Regions from separate parts of the Mus musculus genome. Here region 2 is linked to region 1. A link is a contact called in public Micro-C data. All regions are on one chromosome and are shown on one strand. Each heading gives the region's core, a stretch centred on a gene start, on an enhancer-like site or on the middle of the called end of the contact. The rest is flanking DNA. Distances are from core to core; before and after follow the strand shown.

What was found. A called contact is a pair of places that touch in the nucleus more often than the background predicts.
Region 2: a contact with region 1 is called in a Micro-C map of muscle stem cells, with 4 times the contacts expected there. The contact joins two enhancer-like sites. A contact is called at or near these places in 1 of 484 Hi-C or Micro-C datasets (muscle stem cells), 1 of 115 datasets of contacts at active chromatin or transcription factors (embryonic stem cells) and 1 of 9 other capture datasets (embryonic stem cells).

Annotation. Positions count from the first base shown.
Region 1 is chr1:86,754,979-86,760,317 of GRCm38.p6, forward strand. Dis3l2 (DIS3 like 3'-5' exoribonuclease 2) reads left to right here. Exons shown (of 21, transcript NM_153530.2): 5 at 5,310-5,339. Among named protein-coding and RNA genes, the nearest start is that of Dis3l2, 54 kb to the left of the region's middle. Within about 2 kb of position 3,338, at least 12 of the 459 cell types and tissues checked have an H3K27ac peak or open chromatin away from gene starts, as enhancers often do. A contact at or near this core is called in muscle stem cells, where this site is marked.
Region 2 is chr1:86,999,391-87,004,729 of GRCm38.p6, forward strand. The region is part of intron 13 of Dis3l2 (DIS3 like 3'-5' exoribonuclease 2); the gene reads left to right. Among named protein-coding and RNA genes, the nearest start is that of Gm28375, 65 kb to the right of the region's middle. Within about 2 kb of position 2,186, at least 15 of the 459 cell types and tissues checked have an H3K27ac peak or open chromatin away from gene starts, as enhancers often do. A contact at or near this core is called in muscle stem cells, where this site is marked.

The DNA.
Region 1 (5,339 bases), core at 2,088-4,587:
CATAGGGGTGAACTTCTGCTTAGAAAGGAATGACATATTTCATTAGCTACATGGCAAGTTTAATAACATTGCTGTGTTGTTCATAGGTGATTCTGTTATTACTGTTATTGTTACTACTGCTGCTACTATTGCAGTATCCTTATTCTCTTTTCTCAAGCTTTGCTCAGTTTCCTTTTCTCTTTTTCTCTCTCCCATCAGAAATCAAGTGCTTGCATTTACTTCAAGTTCAAGGCTTACTGTTACAGTAGGGAAAAAACATCTTTGATGCTTTCACACTGTTTCCTCTAAATCATAGTCTCTTCCTTAGATGAAACATATCTATACTCTGACTTGTAAAGTAACAACTTTGAGGTGGGGTTTTACTTTGGGAACAGTTCTGTTAAGCAGTGGAGTGTGTAGAGTGTGTTTACATGTGGTTAGATTCTAGAGTTTGCTCATACTATGACGATCACATTCAAGAAGGTGCCACGTGCCATCTTAGAATCAAGATTAGCTATCTCAGTAGGTTCTATATAATCAACATTTCTCACATTAGAAAGGTTGACTTTTTTTTTTTTTTGTAGCCTTCTAGTTGGAGGAGTTTAACTAAGTTTAATTAAGGAGTCCTCGCTCGTGTATGAGAAACAGTGATTTTTAAGCATGAAAATCTCACTTAATTCATCCCGTGAGATATCTGTGAACTGACCAGAGTTCAGACCTCTCATCTACTCTGTTTGCCTCGCTGGCTGCAAGGATACAGGGGACTGTAGACGTTTGAAAACTTTACTATAGCTTTTTATTTTTCCTAAGTGTTGAGTCTTGAGTTCTTTGAAGTTAAATCCCTGTTAGGTTAGCACTTAACACATGTGAAGCCTAGAACTAAGGGACAGTTCCAAATATATAAGAGGTTATGAATTGGGCTGGAGAGATGGCTCAGGAGTCAAGCTCTCATGCTGCTCTTGCAGAGGATAAAAGTTTGGATCCCAGCACCACACCAGGGTCTCACAGTACTGTAACGTTAGCTCCAAGGAATCGGATTCCCTCTTCTGCTTTGGTGGATACCTACATGCATGGTTATTCACCTTTGCATACACATGAATAAAAATAACATTAAAATAAATTTTATGACAAAGATACCTCTTTGTACCCATGTTTGTTTACATATAGAATTCATATTCTGTGGAGCTTTGGGCTGACTGTTAACCTGTGTTCTAACACCTTTCTTTCTCAAGCTTGATTCTTGTCTTCTCTTGGTTCCTTTACATCTAACCAGGGCTTGAGCATATGCATATGCATATATGGCTATCTTACCCTACAGGTCTGAGTTCTATATCCATGTTTCTTAGCAATACCATTCCTTAACTTGCATGAAGTACAGAGTGCCACCTCGGTGCTTAGGCCGATTTCAGGGGAACACATTCTTTTACCTCTTAGAATTTCTTGTCAGATGAGGAGGTGTACAGAGTCTAGTTAGGATCCTGCAAGTTAAATTCATATTCTTTGCTTTACAAATATTATGTTTATATGCTTCAGTCTGGTCTGTTAACATTAGGAAGGAAAAAGCAAAACATCTGTGTTTCCAAGGTTTATATTTGTTTTTCTATTTGAAACTTTTACCTGTCATATTCTATTTAGAAAGTTTTAGATGGATGCAGTGTTAGGATGGTTTTTCTATAAAATATGTATATGTTGTTTTATCTAGAACCTAATGGAATAGTCACATTCTCCCAGAAACTATTAATACTAAATTCACCCCTGGGAAGACTGGCAGTAAAGGCTGCTTATCAAGGCCCAATTGTAGGTGAATATACTCTAATTTTGGATGTTAGAATGGTACTGTATTCTTGTTTTGGGGCTCTTTTGGTCAGTTTCAATATTTAGAGGCATTGTAGAAAAGAATTAATAGAATTCAGTAGCATGAATTTCTGGCTAAGTATAGTTTATGTCCGCATCAAGACCAAACTTGTGTTGAATTGCAAAATGCCTACAGGTAGACTAGGAAGTGCAGTGTTGGGGCTTGAATGCTTACCTGTAAGACAGGAACACGTAGGAAAAGAACCTATGGTCTGAGCACAGGAGATAGAAAGATTTTCTCATGTCTAATATGAAGAGTTGATAAAATACCCTCTGTTAGATTAGGTTTATTCTTACTCTAAAAATGTTTACTGGGTGCTATTTGCCATTTGAAAATATCCACCTAGTCCAGTGGGCTAAGTCCTCATCATCACGTATGAAAGAATATTTTGTATCGAAGGAACTTGATTTGGAATTATTATAATTTCTATTGGTAGTAAGTAGATTTTTTTCCCTTATGGTAGATTCTAAATGTATGGAATGTGTTACATATGTCTACCTGCTAGTATCTTGGAATTCTTGGCAAAAATAAAATACAAAGTGAAAATTAAAACAAATAACTTTTAAGTAAAGTAAGATAAATGATAATATTACAATATCTTTTTTATCTTTTTTTAGTTGAGCTAAAGAAAAGGAATGGACAGCTTGTTATTTTTTTCTGTTCTGGATTATATTGGTCTATGAAGCTCTGTAATTTGTGTCTTGTCATGGGAGGCATGCTTTATCCAGCTGTGGAATTTATTCCTGGTCCAAAAGGATCTATTATCTCATCAATAGAGGATACTCTGAGCATTATGACATTCTTATATTATCTTCCTTCATTCTCTCTTTTTAAAGTTAGATGTGTCCACACTCCTTTTATTTTTCTATGGATGTTTACCATCCACTTCCTGTCTCCTTCCTCACCCTCAACTATGCTATTCTTTCTAATGGATAAGGTGAGTCTTCCAGTGTCCAAGTGAAGAGTTGAATTGTGTAGCTTTAAAATCCAGTTAAGAGGGATAATATTGAACAGTTCCTAAGTTTAGGATCTTTTATTTTGCTTTCTAAGACAAAATTTCTCTACAAAGCCCTGGTTGTCCTGGAACTTGCTTTGTAGACCAGTCTGGCCTCTCAGAACTCAAGAGGTGTACCTGCCTTTGCCTCCAGAGTACAGGGATTAAAGGTTCCGTCATCACCTGGCTTAAGTTTATTATCTTTAAAATGACAGACTTGGCTGTAGATAATAGGCTTCTGAGTGAATTGAAGAATTGAGTAGTGACACATTAGCTAGGAGTTGTCTTAGATTCTACTCATTCTCTCTTCTTGGTTCTTTAAGACAGTAATGCTAAAGTCTAGTCATCGAATCTTTCTATTTCTGAGCTGCCAAAGGAGGAGTACAGCTGCTTGCTGAGGAGACTTTGCATTGCTGATGTTTTGATACATGAGAATGGGTTAGGATGACCTCTGAGCAGCTGCTCTCTTCATTGGAGGGCGGTTCCTAAGATCAGGGTGCTTTAAATACATTGCAGAAAGCAACAGTTGGTGGTGATGTGTCACACTCGTGTGGTTCACGTTCTATTTACCAGTCATCTCTGTTTCTCTGAGAAGCTCATCACAGGGTCAAACTGCCTTACTTCTTTATGGCTAACACGGTAGCTGTTCCTTAGGGACGAGGGTGGGGTCAGATTTGGCAGAGTGTAGGCCACAGCTGCCAGTCATCACTAGACTGGAAATTGAATAGAAAATCTGTTTTAAAATATCTTGAATTTGTTTGTAGCTGGGAGGAGTTGGCAGATTTAGAATGCCCATTTTAACTAACTAAAATTTTATAGTACTCAAGTTATTTGAATGTTAAATATTAACAGTATAGAGTGTCTGTATTACAAATCAGTGACTTTCCAGACACTTTTGCTATTAGCTCCTGTAAGGAAAGCCAACATTTAACTTCTCTTTTATTCTCTGAAAAGGAACGCGATGACTTGGAAGACTAAAGAAGAGCACATGTTTGTCGAGACATTTTTCTCTTGGCCTCTGACCCCCAAAACTTGTTTTTATCTAGCTATTTTTTGCATTAGATTTTGAAGTAGATGCCCGGTGAGTTTGCTGGGCACCACCCCATTTACCACGGGGCCTTTCTGGCTGTGAGACTGAGCATGCCTAAGGTGTCAGTGCTTCATGTTCATGGTCTAGAGCTTACCATGCTCTGACGTCAGGAGATAGAGGTTTAAAGATGTTTCATGAATCTTAATCTATTTTCATTTAAAATTTCATGTAGGAGTACTATATTTAAATTATTTCCTTTCCCTCTCATTCCTCCAATTCCTCCTGAGTCTTCTCACTACTTCTCATAACCTTATATTTTTATGTGTATACATGTGCATGTATATACTCATATGTTTATATATATAAATGCATAAATGTAACCTGCTGAGTCACTGTGGTGTTCTATATGTGTTTAGATTGTTAGGTAACCAACTAAGATGCTCATTGAGGGGAAGTCTGATTCTCTCTCTTCCGCCAGTGATTAAGTTTTCCTGTATCTGAAGTATGTGGTATCTTCAGCAATAGGGATTGACCTTCAATTTCTGGGAGGCATTTTAGGGCAACAGCACTAGCATATGTTATTTTGAGAGTCTTTTGGACTCTCTTGACCAACAACTTGAAAGAAGGTTTCCTGTTTTCTGGCACTGAGGTTTTAAATGTGATTCCTTAGGGAATCATATATTTTTTATGTTTACTTAAAATTACATATAAGTGTAAATGTTTACATATGTATCTGTTAAATTAATTTTAGTTCTTGCTCCTTTCATCTCTCTCTGCTTTATTTGGAGGTTTTTCTTTTTCTGTTTTGTTTTTGTTTTTGTTTTTTTGAGACAGGGTTTCTCTGTATAGCCCTGGCTGTCCTGGAACTCACTCTGTAGACCAGGCTGGCCTCAAACTCAGAAATCGGCCTGCCTCTGCCTCCCGAGTGCTGGGATTAAAGGCGTGCACCACCACCGCCCGGCGGTTTTTCTTTTTCTACTCTAAAGCTAAAAAGGATAACATAAGAATATTATCTTTTTCATTTTAGTAATCAGTCTACAGTGTTAGTTTTTTTCTTTATGTGCTTTTCTTTGTTTTTGTCAGCCTTTAGTAGATCTCTTTAAGTATTTGGTGATTTTAGCCTCAGCTAGTCTGTTCTTAGGTTTGAATTTTTTTTTATATTATTTATTATTATATGTAAGTACTCTGTAGCTGTCTTTAGACATACCAGAAGAGGGCATCAGATCTCATTATGGATGGTTGTGAGCCACCATGTGGTTGCTGGGACTTGAACTCAGGACCTTCGGAAAACCAGTCAGTGCTCTTAACCACTGAGCCGTCTTGCTAGCTACTAGAGTAGTATTCTTGTTAAGTTAGCAGACAGATTTAGAGTATGAACACTTTGAAGGAGATAAATTTTGGCTCCAGGCCTTGGTAACTTGACTGTTCCTTTATTTCTCCCTCCAATTTAGGATGGTGATCGGGACATTTTTATTGATGGA
Region 2 (5,339 bases), core at 936-3,435, 240 kb after region 1:
GACCCAGATGTCTTCTGCCTTCTGATGAGGAGCAAGCGTGTGAGTAAGGAGGGGAAGCAGGTCACAGTCCAAGCCGCTCAAGTCTGAGCTGCAAATCCTTCATTGTACAGACGGCTCCGAATCAGAACACTTCCTGTTGCTACAGTCAGGACGGTTATAGTTTTTATTGTTATAAATGACATTGTAATTAATACCCTTACACAGAAAGTGTAAAAGTCACTTAGAAATACAAACATCATAAACTACTAGGTTGAAGAAAATTGACTTTTTCTGTGTCAATTCTTAAGATTAACTTTGATTATTTTATTGTAAAATGAATATATGTTCATACTGTAAACATATTTAAATAAACAAGGAAAAAGTAGCCATTGGCTATGCCTCACCTAGTAATAATACTTAATACTGTTCACTTCAGAGCTTTTGGCTTTCTGGGTGTTTTCCAGAAGGTTGGACTAATTGAGGTTTACCCCATCAGAGAACAGTGCTATGCTGTTACTCTTCTCAGCAAATTCAGTTTGTGGCTTTGCTTTAATCTTTGTTAGTGTAAGTAACTTGGAAGTGGTGTTCCATTGTTTGAGTTGCCTTTTTTCCTCCTGTGTCTCTATCAACTCTCAGGCCTGTCTTTGCCAGGTCTGTGGAAAGCAGATGCTACATCCCATCCCTAGGACTGCCAACAGCATCAGCACAGGCCCCTGCTCTGATCAAATACAACCACCTTTTTCCCTATGAAGATAGAATTATATACAATAAAGTCCACCATCTTTAGTGTATAGGTCCACAAGCTCCACACATAATCATATGTCTACCATGGTCAAAATACAGAATAGTTGCCTCACCCAATAAGCTCCACATGTGCCCTTCGGTAGGCAGACTGTCTCACTTATCCTCAGTCCCTAGTAAGCCACACATGAGCACATGCATACAGGGTACAAAGGTCAATTTAAGGTACCATTCTTCAGGTGCCCTCTACCTTGTTTGTTGAAACCGGATCTTTTACTGAGACCCAGAGTCACCAATTGGCTCGCCTATCTAACAGTAAGCTCCAAGTATCGTCCTGTCTCCTCCTCCCCAGCACTGGGATTACAAGCATGTGCCACCATGCCTGGCTTTTAATGTGGGTTCTGGAGACCAAACTTAGATCCTCATGCTTGCATGGAAACATGTTCCAACTGAGCTATCTCCCTATTCTAATTTTTGCCCATTTCTTAGGTGGGTCTTTTGGTTTCCTAGTACTAAGTTTTGAGGATTCTTTTGCTATTTTAAATAGAACCTCTACCAAGTTGTGTGATACTACAAGCCATCCAGCTCATTCTTTCATCCCTTGTCTTATTCTTTCTGGCTCTTCTTTATTCCCTTTCTTTTGAAAAGAAGTTTTTAATTTTGAAGCAGTCCAGTTTACCAATTGTGTCCTTATGTTATCAAATCTAAGATTTTTGTTTTGTTCGTTTTGATGGTATTATTATTTATTATTATTATTATTTAATGTATGTGAGTGCTCTATCTGCATGTATACCTGCATGCCAGAAGAAGGCATCAGAACTCATCATAGATGGTTGTAAGCCACCACGTGATTGCTGGGAATTGAATGAGGGACCACTAGAAGAGCAGACAGTGCTCTTAACTGCTGAGCCATCTCTCTAGTCCTATTCATTTTTTTTTAAACAGTCTTGCTATGTAGCTCAGACTGGCCCCAAACTCAAGATCCTCCTGACTCAGCTTCCCAAGTGCTGAGATTACAGGCTTGTTCCTCTAACTCCTGGCATGAGAAATCTTTAACTGACCTAGAATCACAGATTTTCTTCTAGAAGTCTTATAGCTTCAGAATTTATTTCTACTTTCTCTCTTCCTTTATAAACACATTCCTAGGCCCAGACATTTCTTTTGGAAAAAAGTTCCAATAACAGAACTGGACACACCTGAGCAGATGTAGGGTAGAGTCAGACCTGGGAGTCTTGCCAGGCACAGTACCCTCCTGGAGCCATCTGCAAAGAAGTTACCTCAGGAGTGGCTTGTAAGCAGATCTTCTCTGGTTTTAAAGACTTGGCATAAAACTGAAAAGTGTATCTTTTGAATCAGGGAGCAGAACGATAAGAGAGAAATCTCTCAGCTCTCTAGACAAATCCTCTTGACTATCACAGAGCTGATGGTGAGCGGAGCCAAGCAAGACTTTGTCGATTACATGCAAACGCCCAAGTCAGTGACTCACTCAATCATGCTTTAATCTCATAACTCAGTGGCTTTAAAAATTACAGTCAACAAGGCAGCTCGTGGGTTACAACTGCCATTGGAACTAGGTTTTCTCTGAACAGCTGGAGTGTAATGTGGTGGGAAGAAAGCCTGCTGTGGGTGAGAGGCCAAAGACTGTTTGCCTGGGAAGGATGTGCAACTAACGTTTGATAAAAATCTGTGAAATGACCACCCTCAGCCAATCTAAGTAGAGGCCTGCCATTTTCATCCATGGGAAAGTGCATCACAGCAAAAGCATTCAGAAGGCACTGGTAAGACAGTGGCAGTCACCATTCATCAGACAAGACAGCCCTGACTTCAGGAAGTGTCAGGAGTCAGAGTATGAGTATGGAATATTAACAGAGCAGGCAGAAGATTCCAATTCTAGTCAAGGAGGGCCAGTGAGAGAGAACAGTTTGGGAATGGCTTCTCTGAACAGATCCAGGCAGATCAGTGCAGTCATTTGCTATGTTCTAAAATGTGTAGGCCTCTGCCATAGCTGTGTCACGGAGGATATATAAACAGGCTGTTCTTTGAGGACCTCATTGGGCTGTCCCCAGGCACAAACATTTTCTTAATTTCAATGTAGAAGCTGTTACCCACAGGAGAGATGGAGTAGGACTTTGGTTTCAGAGCCCTATCTATAGCAGCTTTGTTGAGACCTAACTGGAAAGGCTCAAGATAGGACATCACACAAGGCATTTAGAAGCTTGTAGCAGTCATCAGACATCAGACCAGACCTGACAGGAAGAAACAGGTGAGTCTCAAGAGGGTTCATCAGGATGCTCACGAGTTTCTGCCTGCACAGCATGGGCATATGGTATTACCAGGAGAAGCCATCTATCTGCCCATAGGGGACAAGCAGACATCAGTTGGGTGATAGGGACATGAAAACTTTCTGGCCCATCTTTATATCTGTTCCAGTGAAAGATGTGTGAGGTCCTCACCCCTGAAGGCTCTATACTTCCCTCTCCTGCTAGACAGTCTAGCGAGACTAGGAAGCAACACAGAATCTAGATGAGGCCTCTGTGAGCTGCCCAGGTCCTTAGGAGTGGAGTGGGGCAGGACCCGTTACAAGAGTACACCCCCCGCCCCCGCAATGAGCCCAGTTGTTCACTATGGGGCCGGGAACATCACCCAGCAGGCCCTATTGGTCCTGGCCTGCTCCCCTCCCTCCTTACCTCCTCACTCACTCTTCCCAGCTCGATCTTTCTCGCTTGTTAGAGAGAGAAAAAAAGTGAATTCACTCCCAGTCCTTTTGAAACCCAATGTGTCAGTGATCGATGAGGCTGTATTCTCTAACTTCAAAGGAGAAAAACTAAGTAGAGTGAATACTGGCCAGGGGAGTTGAAAAGTCCCAGGGAGTAGGAGACACAGGAGTGACCCTGCCATCATGAGGAGCACCCCCCATCCCACCCCTGCTGGTGCCATGCAGAAGCACAGACAATGCCACTTTCAGTAAATCATGACGGATCCTGAATGCCCAGTTTTGTCCTGTTTTCAATGGGCTGTGGGCATATTGCTTAAGATATAGCAAGCCATTTGTGCTGGGTTCCCAGCTACTCAAAGGCTCGACATTTGAGTGTTCTCTCAATTGTATAATAGAGCCTTTGCATATGTGATTTGGGGGGAGGGTTTTTTCCTCCAGATTTCCATAGCTAATCATAGTAGAGGTGACCTCAAGTGTAGTGCAGACCATTGTCCCTCTTCACCCCTGCAGATCTTAGCAGTGCTGAGCTTTAGGGATATTCAGGCAGCACCTAATTCAATCACACATCTGACCCCTGCCTCTTTGGCCACTCCTCTGAGCTCAGTAGCTCCCTGGGGTCTCCCACCCCACAAGCCTGGATCCTCAAGAGCCTTTGTACTGAGTAGAAAGTGCTCAGACCTTCCTCCACCCTATCCAGATTCCCACTCCCCCCGCCTGAATTTAAGCACAGAGAATCCAGTGCTGCAGGGCCACTTGTTCTCACAAGGCTGCACTTGTGGAGATGCCTGTGTGAAGCACCCTGTAGACATCCCATGCTAAAGTCTTGGGAACACAGAGAAAGAAAACCCTGGGGTCATTTAAGGGCTGGTGTGGTCATTTACTTAATCATCTGTGACCAGCAAGGGCCTTGTTTTCAGTAAAGCTCGGAAGCTTCCTTGGCTCTTTATCAATCATAACAAACAGCTAGAATTTATTGAGAGCCTTCTCTTTGCCAAGTGCTTCTACTTGCTAACTTTAACTTCCTCCACCCTCAAGCCCTCTACCCATTTTTACAGATGAGGAAACTGATGCTCAAGGTTGAGGAGTTGTCAAAGAGTACACACTGGCCAGGATTACGGAACCATCTTCTGCCACTACTGCCTTTCTCTTGTTGGATATGGACGCTGTGGTTTTATACTCTACACAGTTTAAAAATGGTCGAAGTTCTCAATTTAGGGCAACTTTGAAAGGCTAAAGTGCTGTGTGAGTATAGTTTTTATAATGACAAAATTCCAGAAGAGGAGACTAAGTGAATAGTTGCTGGATGTCAGAGCTAATGTTGCTAGGAGGGAGGCCCATGTCCTGGGACCGTCTGGTCTGTCTCAGGGGCAGTGGCAACTGTGAGGATCCAACCATGTGTGCAGAGTGGCCCCAATATGGACACATTGTGACAATTTCCTGAGCTATAACCATGTAAGATGTAACCTTTGGTGGTAATTGAGTGATAGGGACATGAAAACTTTCTGGCTTATTATTGTTGTTTGTTTGTTTCTATTAATTCTCTTAAGTACCTCAGAAAAAAAGTGCTACTTAATTCCATTGTGTCAAGATGACCCAGTCTCAGATCAAGAGCCACATTCTGCCCAAGCAGTTCACACCATGCAATTTCAGGACCTAGGAGGGAACAGTGTCTAGCAGAGAGACCAGATTTTAATGCCAGTCAGATGTAAGCTGAGACTCTCTTTCCCTTTTTATGGAAGTGTTAAACTAAGGGTTGGATGTTTATACCCCAATCTCAGGGCTGTAGTTAGGGACCCAGAGCAAGTTTCTCAAATTCTGTAACCTTTTCAGTTCCTAGCTGTCAGGTAGCTATGTGAACTGTACCCATCTCTAGAAGCCAGTAAGAGAATCCAGTAGAACCTGA